Linked DNA regions of Pan paniscus: region 1 is linked to region 2. Evidence: chromatin contacts called from public Hi-C data. All regions are on one chromosome and are shown on one strand. The core of a region is the stretch at or near the end of the contact, and the rest is flanking DNA. Distances in the headings are between cores, read along the strand shown.

Evidence for each region. Hi-C and Micro-C count contacts between places; a contact is called where the count stands out from the background.
Region 1: a contact with region 2 is called in a Hi-C map of induced pluripotent stem cells, with 3 times the contacts expected there. The contact joins two enhancer-like sites. A contact is called at or near these places in 2 of 3 Hi-C or Micro-C datasets (fibroblasts and induced pluripotent stem cells).

Annotation. Positions count from the first base shown.
Region 1 is chr18:15,063,922-15,068,492 of NHGRI_mPanPan1-v2.0_pri, reverse strand. The region is part of intron 21 of PARN (poly(A)-specific ribonuclease); the gene reads left to right. Among named protein-coding and RNA genes, the nearest start is that of PARN, 98 kb to the left of the region's middle. Within about 2 kb of position 2,787, at least 1 of the 2 cell types and tissues checked has open chromatin away from gene starts, as enhancers often do.
Region 2 is chr18:14,844,723-14,848,745 of NHGRI_mPanPan1-v2.0_pri, reverse strand. The region is part of intron 1 of LOC100992644 (a long non-coding RNA gene); the gene reads right to left. Among named protein-coding and RNA genes, the nearest start is that of MIR193B, 6.3 kb to the right of the region's middle. Within about 2 kb of position 1,480, at least 1 of the 2 cell types and tissues checked has open chromatin away from gene starts, as enhancers often do.

The sequences.
Region 1 (4,571 bases), core at 1,538-4,037, 220 kb before region 2:
GTGCGATCATAGCTCACTGCAGCCTCGAACTCCTGGGCTGAAGCGATCCTCCTGCCTTAGCCTTCCAAGTAGCTGGGACTATAGGTGCATGCAACCATGCCTGCCTTTTTTTTTTTTTTTTAAAGAAATGGGTTCTTGCTATCTTGGCCAGGTTGAATACAAGTTTTAAAATAAAATATTACATCTAACCAGTTTTCATTGAGAAGTCTGGGGCTTTTGAAAGAATTTCCAAGTATTGAGTACGAAGTTGGTCAACCAAATAGAGCTGCCCTTGGAAAGCGTGGTTGTTGTCTGGGGGGGGCACCCTCATGGCACTCTTTCCCATGTGTGTAGGATGGCATGGTAGCACAAAGTCAAAAGTAGATGAAATTGACGGACGTACCCAAACAGTTTCTATGTATTTTTAAGCATGGTAGAGGGTTAGTCTTTGCATGTGCTCTAGTTCACAGCCTTTTCTAAGAGGCTGAGGCCAAATTGAATTTATCTGGGAACCTGCCACATCTATAAATGCTACATAGGGTAATAAATGGGCCATTGGCTTCCAAGAATCAGTGACAGTGCACTTTAGTTCCTAATTTAGAGTTCATGAAAATTATCCCTTGACAAACAGATTGTGAAAAAGGAAACCCTATTAGATGGATTCATCTTTTTTTTTTTTTTTGAGATGGAGTCTTGTGCTGTCACTCAGGCTGGAGTGCGGTGGTGTGATCTCACCTCACTGCAACCTCTGCCTCCCTGCAACCTCTGCCTTCTGGGTTCTAGCAATTCTCCTGCCTCAGCCTACTGAGTAGCTAGGACTACAGGCACTAACCACAACGCCTGGCTAATTTTTGTGTTTTTTGATATAGATGGGGTTTCACTCTGTTGGACAGGCTGTTCACAAACTCCAAGTGATCTGCCTGCCTCAGCCTCCCAAAGTGCTGGGATTACAGGCATGAGACACCACGCCTGGCCTGCCTTTTGACAAATGTAAACTGTTGTTTCCACAATGATGTGAGAGTGAGTCAAGGTGGGGGATGGATGGATGGATGGATGGATGGATGAATGAATGAATGAATGCATGCATGAATGAATGAATACAGATAACAAGTGTTTTTGTCTTCAGAGGAAGAGGCAATGTCAGTCTGTCCCACCCAGTAGACTTGGCTTCTCGGCATGGGGGCTACATCTTAGTCATTATTCTACATCCTTGGCATTTGGAATGGTGCTGGCACAGAGCTGGAGAGGGCTTTGAGGAGATGCCCTGGTACAGTCCTTGGGAAGGGGCCAATTCTGGGATAGCCGAGAAGAGAGAGGAGCATGGCACCCAACAGAGTGATGAACGAAGGCGGAAGTTTACGACAGTGTTCACCCAGTGAGGGTTGCACTCCCTCACTGGGTTGTGAAGTCATTTGAATGAATGGTGACCAGCATTTTTAATAAAATGGAAGAAGTTAGAAAATGTCAGTGTGTCTTATATAATATAGTTTTTTTTTTTTTTTAATGTAACCTTTTTTTCAGGGTTCTGTACGTACAGATGTATGTGTGTGTACTGGGTTATAATGCACATGGATTTCTTGTTGAGGGTTATGGTAAACAGAGTTTGAACTCAGGCAGTTCAGGAGAAACACAGATTAAAGTCCTCATTTAAAGAAGAATTACTCTTTTCCAGGTGTGCAAAGCACTGTGGCGGGTGTTGGTGGGGTGGGGGGAAGCAGAGGTAACTGGCAGAGCTCTCCCTCCTCAGGTGCTGCCTCTCTCTAGAGTAGCCTGGGGCTTGGGATTCCTGTGGACAGCTTCAGGAAGAAATGCTCATTCCTTCACCCTGTGGTCTCCACAGGTCTGGAGGAGACTTCTGTGCTGCTCACCAAGAGAAGGATGTCGTGATTAAAGCACAGTCCTCTCTCTGTCCACCTTGCTTGGCTCTCCTTGAGGGAGCAGGATGAATAGCTTACCTGATGAGCAGAATCAGGAAGAGTCTGACACCCAAGGGCCATTTGACAAGTGGATGGGGCCACTGCATTGAAGAAGGCAGGCCTGGAAACCAGCTGCTGGGGTCTCTTTTGGAAGCTGAGATTAAGGAATCGTTTAGAGTTTAGAGGCCTCTTGCAGCTGTCATGATGGGGTCTCGTGGTCTGGATTTCTGGATTTCTGTAGGGATGGTATCGCCTATAGGAGGAAGCCCCATTTGGACCTCACACCCAAGATCCATCTCCAGCACAGTCTACCAAGGAGTCCCATGCTTGAGGGGAACAGGAAGGGGATGCCGAGTCCTCATGGGCTCCATAAGAGGATGATAGTCCTCGTTAGAACCATCAGAGGACGATACTCCCTACCTGCCAACGAGTACCAGTGGGAGTGGTTGTTGGGCCAGTGTCTGATACTTTATTGCTGGCCATCAAATTTGGACTTTGTGAACAGCAGAGAACCTTTTTGCACAGCCAGGGGGATGGATGTGACTCTGATGACACGATAAGGAATTTCTTTCATAGGGCGCAGTGGGCTTCAGTGTCAGGGCTGAGAGGCTGGAAGTGGCTGCAGTGTGCCCAGAAGTGGAGCAGTAGCCAGTAGTGACCTACAGTTACTATTCCATTACTGATCTGTGAGGGTGTTTAATTACTACTGACATTGTTTGGATTTTATGGAAACTAGATTTTCAACTTTGCCATCCATCTGGCTTACAAAACTTGAAATGCTCCAGATGTGACTTTGTATCTTAATTCCTTTTCACCAACCAGAAGGTGGTGCTGTCGTGCTGGCAACCAATCTACCTTTCCAACGCCAAGTAAAACATTGACATGCTTATTCATGCTAAGTAATGTGGACAGACTTAGCATTCGGATTCGACAGCGTACCTCTCCTGCAGTTGTGGGGAAGCCTTTAGAGTCCAGAGCTGGAGAAGCCTGGCACAGGGGCCTTGGTTAGGCACTCGCTCAGGGCCACCTTTGCACTCAGGGTGAAGTGACACTTTTATAGGAGTCAGGGCGAAGATGTCTGCTGAGTGCTGCTTGATCTGTGTCCAGTCTTCCATGAAACAGTTAAAGAATTATGACTAGAGATGAGAGAAGTTTCTGTGAAGAGAAAACGTTTTTTCTCTCGTTTCTTGCAGGGAAAGATCTCTACCTAGAGGAAAACTCATGAATCCAGTTTATAAGAAATACTTATAAAGTAATCATTAGTAATTAGTTAAAGTGATTAATTGAATACTCAACTAGTTGAAATACCCAAACAATCTCTCGAGTTATTTTAGCCGCTTGAAGGAAATAAAATCGGTGGTGTTTGATGTAACCTGAGTCCTTAGCTCCAGAGGTTAAAGTGGAGAAGAGAAAATTCATTTTACCAGGCTGGGGAGAATTCAGTGAGGTAATGAAGGTAAAGTTCTCGACATAGTGCCTGGCATTAGCTGCTCGGTAAATGTCCACTGTCCCCCCCACATCAGTCTATTCAGAAATCCAGACAATAAAATATCACAGAGTCAAGTTTGTAAAAAAGATGTATTGCTGCATCATGGAGACTGTGTGAGTGTGAAGCTCTTGGTGTTTGTATGATCGGCTTGCAAAATGACAGCATGTCCCTCAGGTAGGGCCATGTTTGTTGCCCTAAGTGACTTGCAGGTCTTCACCTGTCTGTACCTTTTAAACAAGAGACAAAACCTGCTGCCAGAATGATTTTTAGTTGTCTTTCCTTTTCTTTCCCATGGCTTCCTACAGTTGGGTTGCCGTTCTAATTAATCTCTTATCAGTGCAGTCAGGGGTCTCCTTTGGAGCCTCTTGCGGGGGTCCCACTTCAGTAGTTACTAGAGCAGCTTTCTGTTACAGAGGTTAACTTTTGAGTAGGTTCATAAGGAATGTGAGGATTCCACAGACACAGGAGAAGTTTGCTGTAAGGTGAAGTTGTACTCATTAGGGCTATGGATTTATTCTGACACTCAGTTTGGGCAGCTGGTTTGGGCATGGTTTTAAAAATACAGTCAGTCCTCATTATTCACAGATTCTGTATTTGTGAATTCAGATATTCAATTTTTTGTAACCCACAATTCAGTTTTCACGTGCTTTTGTGGTCATCCCCAGGGATATGCAGGTTGGGAAAATTTTGTATTGCCCAACATGTGCTCCCAGCCAAAGCTGAAGCCTTCCAGTTTCTGCTCTTGGGCTGTAAACACGGCTCCTTTTCACAGGCTTTTAGTGCCAGTTTTTTGTTTTGAATTTTTGTCCTTTTTATTAGTGATTTTGCTGTTGAAAATGACCCCAAAGCATAGTGTTAGAGGGATACCCAGTGTTCCTGAATGCAAGAAGGATGTGAGGTGCCTTACAGAGAAAACACGTGTTAGATGAGCTTTGTTCACACATGAGTTAAAGTGCTCTTGGCCATGAGTTCAGTGTTAATGAATCAACAGTATATTAACTAAGATGTCTTTAAACAGAAACACACATAAAACAAGATAATATATTGATCGGTTGATGAACGTGATCAGAGGTTTGTAGGACCCTAATCTTGTATTTCCCTAGAAACAATGACTCAGCATTTGCTAATTCAGCTTTCATGATGTCAAAAAGAAAAAAATTGTCAGATTTTGTTTAAAAATCATGATT
Region 2 (4,023 bases), core at 231-2,730:
CCACGCCCGGCTCATATGCTTTTTTCTCCTATTAATCCACTTGTTGTCAGTCATTTCTTTGGTAAAAACTTTTAAAAAATAAATATAAAATAGGGACAAGGTCTCACTATGTTGCCCAGGAACATTTTGAACTCCTGAGCTCAAGTGATCCTCCCACCTCGGCCTCCCAAAGTGCTAGGATTACTGGCGTGAGCCACCATGCCTGGCCTGTCAGTTATTTTTAGCAAACTTTTAGCGGGTGAAGGGGCAGCCTTCCCTTGCCTCCTATGCTATGTGTTCTGGGAGTTGACTCATGACAGACATGTATGCATGATCCCTTCCTGAGATCCTAACACCAAGTATTCAGCGTGAAATTTTCATCGTAACGTGGGATTATTTCTTTTTTTTCCTTTCTTTTTTTTTTTTTGGGGACGGAGTCTCGCTCTGTTGCCCAGGCTGGAGTGCAGTGGCTCAATCTCCGTTCCCTGCAAGCTCCGCCTCCCAGGTTCACGCCATTCTCCTGCCTCAGCCTCCCGAGTAGCTGGGACTACAGGCGCCCGCCACCACACCCGGCTAACTTTTTTGTATTTTTAGTAGAGACGGGGTTTCACCATGTTAGCCAGGATGGTCTCGATCCGCTGACCTCGTGATCCACCTGCCTTGGCCTCCCAAAGTGCTGGGATTACAGGCGTGAGCCACCGCACCCGGCTGGATTATTTCTTTGATTCTTTTGTCTGTCTCCCCTGACTCAACTGTGAGCCCCATGCGGGCAGGGGCTGTCTGGCTCCCTGCTGTACCTCCAGCACCTGGCACCCAGCTCCGCACACAGTAGGGCCTCAGCAGCCATCTATCCAGGGAAGGAAGGGCAGAAGCAGTGTCTAGCCACAGCAATCTGACCCAGAAGCAACAATCACAGCTCTCTTGAGTTTCTAGCCTGCGTGATTTACAAGCTTGTTTTGGGCAGGAGTCGGTGGCATGCACCTGTAGCCCAACCACTTTGGGAGGCCGAGGCAGGACGATCGCTTGAGCTCAGGAGTTCGAGGCTGCAGTGAGCTTTGACTGCACCACTGCAATCCAGCCTGAGTGACAAAGAGAGACCCTGTCTCAATTTAAAAAAAAAAAAAAAAAAAAAAAAAAAAAGGTTGTTTTGGGGGAATCTCCAACAGCTCAGGAAACCATCTCATCGGCTCCAGGCTTTTCTCACTTGAGGTCCCCGACACTGTGCAGGTGGAAAGATTTAAGGGGCTCCTGAGAGCCCAGCCCCCATCCTGGCAGGCTGCAGGGGGTGGGTGGGGGGTGCGTTCTGGCAGCAGGGCCGGCAGCTGTCTGCAGGCCTCTCAGTGCCTGCTCTAGCTGACCAGCGGGGGCCCGCTGCCACCCCCCACCCCATGACGCAGCAGAAAGTGAAACCGGAGTTGGCCCCTGCCGGCTGGGACTGATCACCCACTGTTTCCCTGCAAAACCACAGTCCCAGGGGGCTGGTGGGCAGCTGGCTCCCAGGTCCGGCACAGTGAGGCCTGTCAGGCAAGTGCCCCTAGAGGCCAAGGGAGGTGCCCTGGCCAGAAAGGAGGGTGCTGAGTCATCGTGACCCTAAAATGAGAGAGAAATCTGAGCTATGGATCAATGCAGGAGTGGGGGGTGAGGGGTCCCAGTGGTGTCGGTGAGCAGGGAAGGGTGGTTTCCCGACCCCCAAAAGGAAGATGTGTGACACCCAGTTTTGTCATGCTGGAGCCCTCTATAGATCTGAACTGGCAACTCCCCCATCTCCCCCCACCCCTCCCCACACCGACTTACAGGAGTGCGGAAAATCCCTGAGATAAACAAGAATTCTCTAAAAGTGGACCTCTGAAACTTTACACACGACTTTCTGATTTCTGTCCCATCCTCAGGGCACCTGTAGTTGCTTAATATTTTTCTTCCAAAAAACCCACTCTTTTTTGTTTAACTGACATCAATTGATGGACAAAAAAAGGGCCCCTGTCTCCCGACCCTAAATGGAAAACCAACCAATTGCCTGAAGTACAAATCAGCGGTGCAAAGAATACCTACTAGAATAATTTTCACCTTTAGCCGGCGCCACTTAAAATCAGAGATGTGCAAATCAGACTTGGGAGTCTGAGTTACAGGTTTCATGCCTGAGGAGCTGGTGGCTCAGAGAGACTGACTCACTTGTCCCGGGTGACACAGCAAGAGAGGCGCAGAGCTCGGGCTGGAATGCAGGCCTGGCTGATCCCAGAAACCCAGGCTCAGTGCTGGGCTGCCGTCTCCCCACCCATGAATTCCTCTGTGTGTATTCATATTATTACCTTCCATGTTTAATGCATGGACTCTCCAATTTTCAAAGCACCTTCAGAGCTTATACAACGTTAGAGCTTTTTATATATAACATTGGCTACATCCAAGAACCCTTTGAAGCCAGAGCAGGGGGTGCTGCCCCTCCCTTGGTGTATGGGGAAACTGAGGCAGCGAGCGGGGAAAGTGTTCTGTCTCAGGGAGCTAGCAGGAAAGCCAGGACTGCCCAGGGCCCCCTGCCAAGGCGATGATCCCGGAGGCCCTGGCTGCAAGGACCAGGCCTCGTCAAACAGGTAACACTTGTTTCTTTCCGCTTTCCCTACCTCCCCCTACAACCCCCCAGAGCAAATGCTGACGCTGATGGGGAGCCACAGCTGTACTCCTTCCCAGGCCGGATCTCAGCGTCTGCCCCTGGAGGGCAAAAGCACGTTTAGCAACCAGTGTCTGCGCATGGCGTCTTTCAATTTTTCACAGTGATAACCGGTTTTGAGCACAAGGAGGCATCTACCAGGGACCCAGAAGGCGCTACAGCGGAAGAGTTTGGGGAACAGCTTTCTCTCTTCTTTGAGTTGCTGGAGGAACTCCGAGCTGATGTCTTTCTGGCCCAGGGACCCCCGAGGAATACTGCAAGAGCAATAAGGATTTTTAGGGGCATTATGATAGTGGAATGGAAACACATCTGCCCCCAAAAGTCCCTCATTTTCCCTGCGGTAACGAACCAGCTGGCAGGAAGTGGTAGCTCTCAGAGCACCAAGAGCCAAAACTAAAAAGGAAAAAATGTACAAAGTTAGAGCAAACTTTAAACAAGTGAGCGCTTTCATGGTGTACGGCGGCTCCGTGCAGACTCACGAAAGGGACCTTATCTTCTCAATAACCGGCTAAATAGGTCTCAGTGCAGCAGCTTCCATACAGACGTGCTCAGAAAACCACAGATCTGGAATCCCAGAGCAGGCTCCCAAAATGGATACAAGGATTATTCCCTAAAGCCAGGCGCATCATAGGAGACGTGACGTTTCCCCCAAACTTCAAATGACTGTTCCAGACCCTCATTAATGATCTAAGTGAACAACAAATCCTTCAACACCTCCTCCTCTGGAGTGGGAGAAACTTAGTCCCCTTGGAAATGCTGATGAAAATACCTGGTTTCCACAACACGGACAGAAGGGCTAAGGCTTGGGTAGGGGAGTTGAGTGATTATCGCTGGTGGTGCAAAAGGGGCAAACTGGCCGGCGTGGGGGCTCACGCCCGTAATCCCTGCACTTTGGGAGGCCAAAGTGGGAGGACTGCTTGAGGCCAGGAGTTTGAGAACAGCCTGGGCAACACAGTGAGACCCCCCCAGTCTCTGCAAAAAATAGCCAGGTGTGGTGGTGTGTGCCTGTAGTCCCAGCTACTCAGGAGGATGAGGCTTGAGCCTAGGAAGTTCAGGCTGCAGTGAGTTGTGCTCACCACTGCACTCCAGCCTGGGCAACAGAGTAAGACACTGTCTCAAAAAAAAAGGGGACGGGTTTTACTGCTAAGGTCCCGGGTGCCATCTCTTGGTTCAGCCACTAAGATCTGAGGACTAAGGAGTTCAGGGTGTCTTCCCCAAGGCATATGACCTTTGAGGCCCTGCAGGTGGGTGCCCCCTGTGCCAGCCAGCACCCTCAGAGCCAGGAAAGGGTTAACCCCTCCACATGGCTGACAACAGAGGAGGAGCTTACTACGCAGCCTGGGATATCACACTGGGCCATCTCAGAGAGGAGAGGGCCTGAA